Linked DNA regions of Mus musculus: region 1 is linked to region 2. A link is a contact called in public HiChIP or PLAC-seq data. All regions are on one chromosome and are shown on one strand. Each heading gives the region's core, a stretch centred on a gene start, on an enhancer-like site or on the middle of the called end of the contact. The rest is flanking DNA. Distances are from core to core; before and after follow the strand shown.

Region 1 (4,036 bases), core at 862-3,361, 580 kb after region 2:
TGGTCTATGCAGTAAGTTCCAGGTCTACCCAGGCCAGCTAAGAGCTACATAGTGAAATCTTATTTAAAAAAAAAAAAAAAGTTGTGAATCAAATTCTACCCCAACTTTAAGGTCAACGGATTGCAGCAAGCCTGTGGGTGCCACAGGCATAAGAGTGTGGCTTTTGAGCCAGCCGGTCACGGTTGAACTCAGTTCTTGTAACCTCAGTGGGACTGTCTGTCTATCCTGCTTTCTCATCTATAGTGTATGTGGAACAAAAGTGCCTGCTTCAAAGGTTATTATGAAACTAGATGCCTTTAATCCCAGTACTCAGGAGGAGGAGTTCAAGGCTAACCTGGTCTATACAGCAAGTTTCAGGACAGCCAGGGCTGTACAAAGAAACCCTGCCTGAAAAAAACAGAAGGGGGGGGGAGAAAGAAAGAAAGAAAGAAAGAAAGAAAAGAGAGAGAGAGAGAGAAAGAAAGAAAGAAAGAAAGAAAGAAAGAAAAGAAAGAGAGTGAGAGAGAGAGAAAGAAAGTAAGAGAAAAAGAAAGAAAGAAAGGAAGGAAGAAAGAAAGAAAGAAAGAAAGAAAGAAAGAAAGAAAGAAAGACAGACAGACGGGGGGGGGGGGGAAGGCGTTAATACGCATAAAGCACAAAAGCACTAACTCTGTTTAGTCTGTAGTAGGTACTTGACCATCTCATGTTAAAACTTTTCTTGGCTCTCTGTCGAAAGTACAGAAAGTGGCTCAGTTCTGTTGTCAATTGTTTAAATGTGGATTTTGCTCTCCACTAAAAGGACAGGAATTCATGACACTATCTTAGTATCTTAGTAATAGGCCACTGTCTGGCTAATGTTTAATGCTCATGAAGAAGTTTAATGGAAATAAACTAAGAGTCCACAGCCTGGGCAGGAGAAATTGGTCCTAACAAGTGGATACTAAAATTGGGGTAAGGAGAGACAGACATTCCTTTTTGTAATGTTGTAAGGGCCTAACGTTTGCTTCTCAGAAGGACATGAGCCTGTACACCTACACAGGAGCTTCCACACACTCTCAGCTACAGAATCAACATTTAGTAGAAGAAAAGGGATATAGAGCTGTTCTCTTGGGGCTGGCGACATGAGATGGCTCAGCAGGTAACTAACTGCTCTTCTGAAGGTCCTGAGTTCAAATCCCAGAATCACATGGTGGCTCTCAACCACCCATAATGAGATCTGATGCCCTCCTCTGGCATGTCTGAAGACATCTACAGTGGCCTTATGTATAAATACATATTTATTATTTATTATTATATAATATGTAGTTATAAATGCATATGTATATATTTATTATTGTACTATTATTTTTATAATAATAAATAATAAATTTATGGGCCAGAGCAAGCAGGGCCGACTGGAGCGAGCTGGGCCTACCAGGACGAACAGAGGTCCTAAAAAATTCAATTCCCAACAACCACAGGAAAGCTCACAACCATTTGTACAGCTACATAAAAATAAATAATAAATCTTAAAAAAAAAAAAAAAAAAAAAAAGCTGTGCTCTAACTGGCGTGATGAACCACGCCTTTAATCTAGCACTTCGGTGGCAGAGACAGGAAATCTCTGAGTTCTAGGCCTGGTCTACAGAACTTGTTCCAGGACAGTCAGGGTTACGCAGAGAGACTGTCTCAAAAAAAAAAAAAAAAAAAAAAAAAAAAAAAAAAAAAGCAACAAACTAGAAACAAAAAACAACAAAACAACCCAAAAGAACAATGTTCTGTTGAAGGGAAATAGCAACAACCCACGTTTAGGTTTATAGAGTATTTTACAAGTGAGGCTGAGACGTCTTATGACTTGTCCGAAGTACAAGTTAAAAGGAAAAGGGTGTATATTGGAATTGCGCAGGGATGGGACTGTGGCCTGGCAGGGCTGAAGAACTGGTCAGAGGATAGTTGATCATCCCTAAAGAGGAAGCGCGGCGTGTCCAGTCGGCGCCTGGAGCTCAAGCTCGCAACCAGCACCCTCCGCGCTCCTTGCTTACGTGCGCTCCGTGACTGCCGGGTAGCACGCGGGTACCGCTACGTACAACGCATGCGCACTGCCGCCGCGGTGCACTACACCCCCCCCTTAGCAGGCCGCAGAACTTGCCTGAGGCGCATGCGCACACGGGGCGGGCGGCGGTCTGTCGAGCGAGTGGAAAGATTTCGGGGAGAAAGTGCGCGGAAGCGGGGCGGGAGACTGTAAGTGCGCAGGCGCGACCGGGGCGGGGGGCGGGCTGCGAAGAGAATCTCGGCGATCCTCAGTTGCTGCTGCATCCTCTGCCCGTCGCCATGGCTGCCTACAAGCTGGTGCTGATCCGGCATGGCGAGAGCGCCTGGAACCTGGAGAACCGCTTCAGCGGCTGGTACGACGCCGACCTGAGCCCGGCGGGCCACGAGGAGGCGAAGCGCGGCGGGCAGGCGTTGCGAGGTACGAGCGGGACGAGCGCTGTGTGGCGTACTGGGCCAGCACCGGCCTAGGGGTCGCCTGAGCCCCCGGGCCCTCTCGAGAGGCGGGCACTTCGGTCGGCCTCTGCAGTTGAATTTTCATCTGGGGAGGTGAACGCAGGGTGGGGAACCCGCTTGTCAAGGTCACCCCGTTAAGTCTGAGAGTCTGTGCCAGAAAGAGGGCACAGCCGCCGCTAGGCTAAAATCTGTTCTTCCGGTCCGAGCAGCCCCACCTGTGGCGCCCAGGACCCTTTAGGGTACCACGAGGGCCTAGGGCGCCTGGCGGACGATTCCCCGTGACATCAGTGGCTGTACCGGAGTATACTTGAGGCGCCTGCCCATCATGGCGAAGCGGCAGGTCACGGGCTCGCCCTGGGTAGTGGGGGGGTGTTAGGTGGGGATGTCTAATGGCCTTTGAGACAACCTGGAAACCGCGTGCTTCGGAGAGCTTTGTAGCACAGCAGCAAACCACAAAACCGAATCCAGGAATGTGAGTGGGTGATTTCAGTTGATGCTCTCTCCAGCCCTATGAAGCAGGCAGATCTAATTTCCCTCCTTTTTACCTCTCTCCGTCCTCTTGTTATAGTTTAGAAAAGTGACTGGAAAGATTTGTCCAAGGTCATACAAAACTTAGTTCTAATCCAGTGTCCTTGCCCCATTTCTGGGTGGAGTAACAAGTAAGTGTGAGGAACTGGCGGGCCCTTGGCCAAGGACAGAGGCAGAGCAAAGGGTGAAAGCGTCCAGGAGATAAGCTCGCCTTTGCCTATCCATGCTGGGTGCCCCGCACCACCCACAGTTCTCTGTGATTTTGGAATGCTAATAAGAAAGCAAGGCCTCCCCGCTCCCTGTAGTGAAGAGGCACTTCTCTTGGTGATTAGGGCACATCCTAACTTGGACACGGCAGTAGCTGTGTAAAAGGGTTGCTCATGCCTACCTGAAGTGATCTTGTGTCTTGGTTGCCCTCCCTAGCTTCTTGTACACCCTTTTCAGATGAGGGAAGATTTTGAATACGAATTCCTGAGGCAAGGAAACATTGCTTTTTGAGATGCATGGCCTATGTAGGAGAGGCTAGAAAAAAGGAAAGTACTGGTTAAGGAAGCCATTTTCTTGAGCTCTGTGCCATGAAGCACTGTGTAGACCTGTGGTAGTTTGCTTATGCCTAGCTCAGGACAAAGTTAACTGCCTCTGTTCTCTGGGTATAAGATGATTATACGTTGAGCTGGAAAATAACAAGATCCATTTCAACCTTAAATACTATAGCACTAAGTTTTAGAACCTCACACGTTAGGCGCACATGGTGTTGCATGCCTGTAATTTTTCTCAGCACCCAGGCAGCTAAGAAGGGAGGCTATAGAGCATGGGCCAACTTGGACTACACAGCTGGACTGTCTTTATAAAGCTACTGTAAGTTTAGCATCTCCCAGAGATATCACAGATGATTAAAGGATGGAAGATTAAAAGCAAAAACCGACTGAGGGCTCCTGTGGATAATTGAGTAACAGAAAAGACCCAAGGTGCATACCATTCATTCCACCAGTGTTCCTCCTGCAGATTTCAGAAGGAAACTAGAGAGGCCTCCATGCAGCCTCAGG
Region 2 (4,288 bases), core at 763-3,262:
GGTTTTTCTGAAAGAGCAAAATGCATTCTTAACCACTGAGCCAGCTCCCTGGCCTGTTTCACTGAATCCCGCAGGCCTTGACGAACAAAAAGTAAATAAATAAAAAATTAAAAGAGGGCTTAAGGTGCTTTGTATGAAGGCCAATAGTCACCAAGGGCTAGGATGCAGGTGGTTGGAGGATAACACTTTATTCCTACCATGATGGGCTGACTTGCTCTGCGGCAGACTGTACTACGTGCTCTTCCTGGGGTGGGAGTCTATACCACCGGAAGAGGTTCTGAGGGGTGAAGAAAAACATTAAAAATACACCAACCACAAAGATTCGATTCACCAAAGAGGAAATGTGACAACCGTGAACGTGGAAAATGACGAGGTCACACTGGTAACCCAGGGCAACGAGGATGCTCTGCTCCTTAAAACATCAACTTAATGAGGCCACACTGGTAATCCAGGACATCAACTACAGCTTTTAAAACACCAACTCAGCCGTGCTGAGTGATGCTGGAGAGCCAAAGGACAGCAGTGTTTCTGAAGGCAGCTGGGTAGCACACTCTGGGTCACCACGGGGCCACTCACCTGGTGCTTTCACAGAGACCGTGTACTCATTCTCCAGTGTGCCTTCCACCCGGATGGAGGGAGAATCCTCAGGAGAGAACTCTGCTTCTGTTGATACCTTCTCGTCCAGCTTGCATCTCACAATGATATACACAGTGGTTTCTGCCTGGAGTGGGAGACAAGTTCTGGTCTCTCTCTCCCTCCTGTATCCCTTAGGGTGCTGGGTCAAAGGTTATCCCAGCACCTCGAGCCTCAGCCCACTCTCTAAGAGAAGATGGTCTGGTCTAGGGGTCTTGATAGACCAGTGCTGGCAGAGAACCATAGGCTATCAGTCCAGTGGAGGAACTTGTGGAAAACAGACTCAACATTTATAAACCTTTACGAGGATTAGACAAAAACTTTGTCTATTCTTTATTTTCATAATTTTTTAAACCTAGGGACTACAAATGTTTATTTCATTTTATAACATCTTAAAATTGCTCTTTATATACATATACATATATATACACATATACATATACATATATATACATATACATATACTTTTAGTGGTCTTATCATACAATGGGAAAAATAATGCCCATGTAGATACCATATGCTATCAAGTACCAGAAATGGGTTACATCTTTTTGAGTCATTGGCCAAAGTGGTCCCACAGACCCCTACCCCCCACCAAAAACAAACCATTGCAAGCTATTGTCAATGCTACTGTTACCTTCCACGACCTGACACTAAAACCCTATTGCTGAAGACAGATACACTCATGTCATCCAACACAGAGAGATCAAGCTGGTGCCCAGCCGGAAGCTGCACTCCTACTGACTAGCAGTCACAGTGATGGAAGGAGCGCCACTCACTACTGGAGGAGAAACGTAATCACCAATCAATCTCGCCCAGTTATGAACCCTGTGATCTGCAACATTCACATGACTACAAGACATACCGGTGTGGTAGTGGCATAAATGTTATAAGTGTAACCAACCACTTAAAAAAGGGGGGGGGTGTAATATGAAACTCCAAAATCCAAAATGCTCTAACCTGATACCACAAGCGGAAAGTTCTATACTTTGCATTTAGGTCAAAGACCAAATGCAAGGGAAGTAACATGTTCTATAAAACTATTGTCAGGCTGTGTATAACGTGCATATAAAATATAAACACACTTTGTTTTATAACATATCCTGTTGTGCATACAGAAATAATCTAACATCTCCCTAACCAAATTCAAAATCTGAGACACTTCAGGCCCTTAGCATTTTAGGTAAGAGACACTCAACTTGTCTCTTGTTTTACTCAACTTGGCAAAGATCATTTTAGATAAGACCGGTAGGGCTGGGCCCTCCCCAAAACCAGAAAGGCAAGGAGAGATCTATGGCCAGAGCCACAGATCATCCTTAGTCATTCATTCCAGGACTGTTATGTAGTCGTCATAGCAACCCTTCACAAAGGGATGCCGAAGGCTGTTCCAAGTGTGGACTTTGTGACATGAGAGGGCTGTGGCCCAGGCTGCTGCTGCGGCCACTATAACCATTCGCATGACCTGTGGCTGTCATCCTTCCTGCCAAACTCCTGGTCCTGCATCTCATCCGAGAAACATGAGGAGCCCAAAAGAACGCCTGTCAGTTCTGCAGGCAGTCAGGACCCACCACAGGCCAGACACCCTAGGCCCACAGACTCAGTGTAGGCAACTGGGATGATCCTAAGTGAGAGGGCAGCAGAGAGGGAGCAGGAAGACTTGAACAGAGTGGGATGAAGCACGCATGGGTGCCAAACACCCTTCCCACTGCACCTGGCAGTCTGACCACACACCTGTGGGAAGACACGGCACTGGGAGAGGAGCCAGAAATGTCCACATCAGTCCAGCCGTGACTGCAAAGAGGCTACAACAGGCTGGATTTAAAAACCAGGAAGTGGCCAGGTGTGGTGGTACACACCTGTGACCCCAGCTGTGGGGAGGATAAGAAAAGGGGTTCACTAGTTCAAGGCCAACCTGGGCTATGTAGAAAGACGGTCTCAAAACCTCAAAAGTAAAAATAAAAACTGAAGATCAGAGAATGGTGGGGACCAGGCTACAGCGGGCATGTCCCATGGGAAAACAAACACAAAACCAGAAAGCCTAAGCCTAATATCACAGATTCTGACTCATGAGACACCAAGAAACACCAACTTCTTTTCTCTTTAGAAACACCAACTTTTATGCCTAATTTTAAAATCACTCTGAAGTCCAGATCAATCATGTCTAAGAGTTGAATGCAACCTGAAATACAACCGACAACTCTGATGCTGGGAGCCTGTGCCCAGCACCTTGTGGTCTCAACTGCAAAGGAGAAAGTCAGATTCCCCCACCCCCACTTCTCATTTCCAATGTTCTCATGCCCTGAGGTTCTGGGAAGCCACCGTGGCAAGCTTAGCAAAGAGCTTGTATCCATGGAGAAAGCATTCTGGTGCTCTAACCTATCCAAAATGCCTCCCGTTTTAAATCAGAGAAGGAAGGACTGTGAAATATTACGATAGGGTGACTATCCCGAAGTCTCACACAACAGCTCCCTTGTGACTGACTGACAACCATAAAATGCTAGCCATACATGGCTTGGGTATTTAGGCAATCTTTCAGCAAGCAATATTGGCCAGCAAGTTTCCTCTATCAAACCTTAACACCCTCCCTGAGGCCAGGGTGGTGACCAGTAAATGAAGAAGCAGGCTCCCACAATGTGTCACCTTCTCCTTCCCAGGCTAGGCCAGCTGGAAGATATGCAGGCCTCTCTCTAACTCTGTGGCCTGCTGGTATTCTGTCTGCCCTATGTTACACACTCATGAAACAGAGTCCTTACATGGATGGCACATACACTCCCAGGTTCGATTCTCTGACTTAAAGAAGCTACTCGTGTCCGAGGTGATGGGAGTCCCGAGGGAAGGTGGTGGTTCTAATAAGATGTATCCTGATACCTTTGCACCCTTTACTGAAACAAAGGCATCTACTAGGAAAGTCGATGCCCTGATGGAGATGTACCAGGTCCCCAGGATGCCTACCCCACAGCGAATGCGGTCCGGCTGTACCACCATCAGGTTCCCAGGCGATATCTCCGGAGGCAGGTTTGTCTGCTTTGAGAAAGGAAGCTCTCTCTCGTCCTCGGGCTCCGTGTCGGTTACTGAGTCACAGCCAGAATCTATGGGACACAGGACATGACTGAATAAGAGCAGAAAAAAGAAGAACTAGTAGACATGCTTCACCTCCCCAAAGCCCCACACGTCACCGTGCAGGAAGCGGCTACACAGATGCAAGCTGAAGGGACCGGATCGCTAAAGTCACAAAAGAGGACCCAATAGGGGGAAAAAGCCAAACACTTTGCAGGCCATTGAGTGACAGAAAAAAAAGCAATGTTGTGGGGTTTCTGGAAGCTTCACCTCACTGAAGAGTGGCAAGAAAAAAAAAATGGAGTCGGGAAAGGATTGTCTACACCAGAGTAAGAAACTCTGCAGACAGCCACAGGAACTAGGGTCACATCTACCCAATGTCTCTCTGTCAGCAGCAGTAAGAAGCAATCACTTACAACATGCCTAAGGTCAGAACCCCTGGGTTCCGGGTTAGTACCGTGGCCATTCATGAGCTGGAAAAGCCAGGACAGAGACAGGGATGAGTCTCTAACTGCCAACTTGCCACTACATAGAAGCACCTGAGAAGTTAGCTTTGACTGGAATTATCCAGATCAGATTGGTCTATGGACAGATCTGA

What was found. HiChIP or PLAC-seq counts read pairs in DNA pulled down with a chosen protein or histone mark.
Region 1: a FOXA1 HiChIP or PLAC-seq map of pancreatic cancer cells shows a contact between it and region 2. The contact joins the promoter of Pgam1 here to the enhancer-like site in region 2. A contact is called at or near these places in 2 of 39 promoter capture datasets (liver and pre-B cells) and 3 of 115 datasets of contacts at active chromatin or transcription factors (bone marrow-derived dendritic cells, memory CD8 T cells and pancreatic cancer cells).

Annotation. Positions count from the first base shown.
Region 1 is chr19:41,909,760-41,913,795 of GRCm38.p6, forward strand. Pgam1 (phosphoglycerate mutase 1) reads left to right here and starts at 2,112. Exons shown (of 4, transcript NM_023418.2): 1 at 2,112-2,427. The coding sequence starts at 2,289.
Region 2 is chr19:41,328,624-41,332,911 of GRCm38.p6, forward strand. It overlaps Pik3ap1 (phosphoinositide-3-kinase adaptor protein 1), which reads right to left. Exons shown (of 17, transcript NM_031376.4): 3 at 3,586-3,722; 4 at 577-721. Among named protein-coding and RNA genes, the nearest start is that of Gm52406, 48 kb to the left of the region's middle. Within about 2 kb of position 2,013, at least 50 of the 459 cell types and tissues checked have an H3K27ac peak or open chromatin away from gene starts, as enhancers often do. A contact at or near this core is called in bone marrow-derived dendritic cells and pancreatic cancer cells, where this site is marked.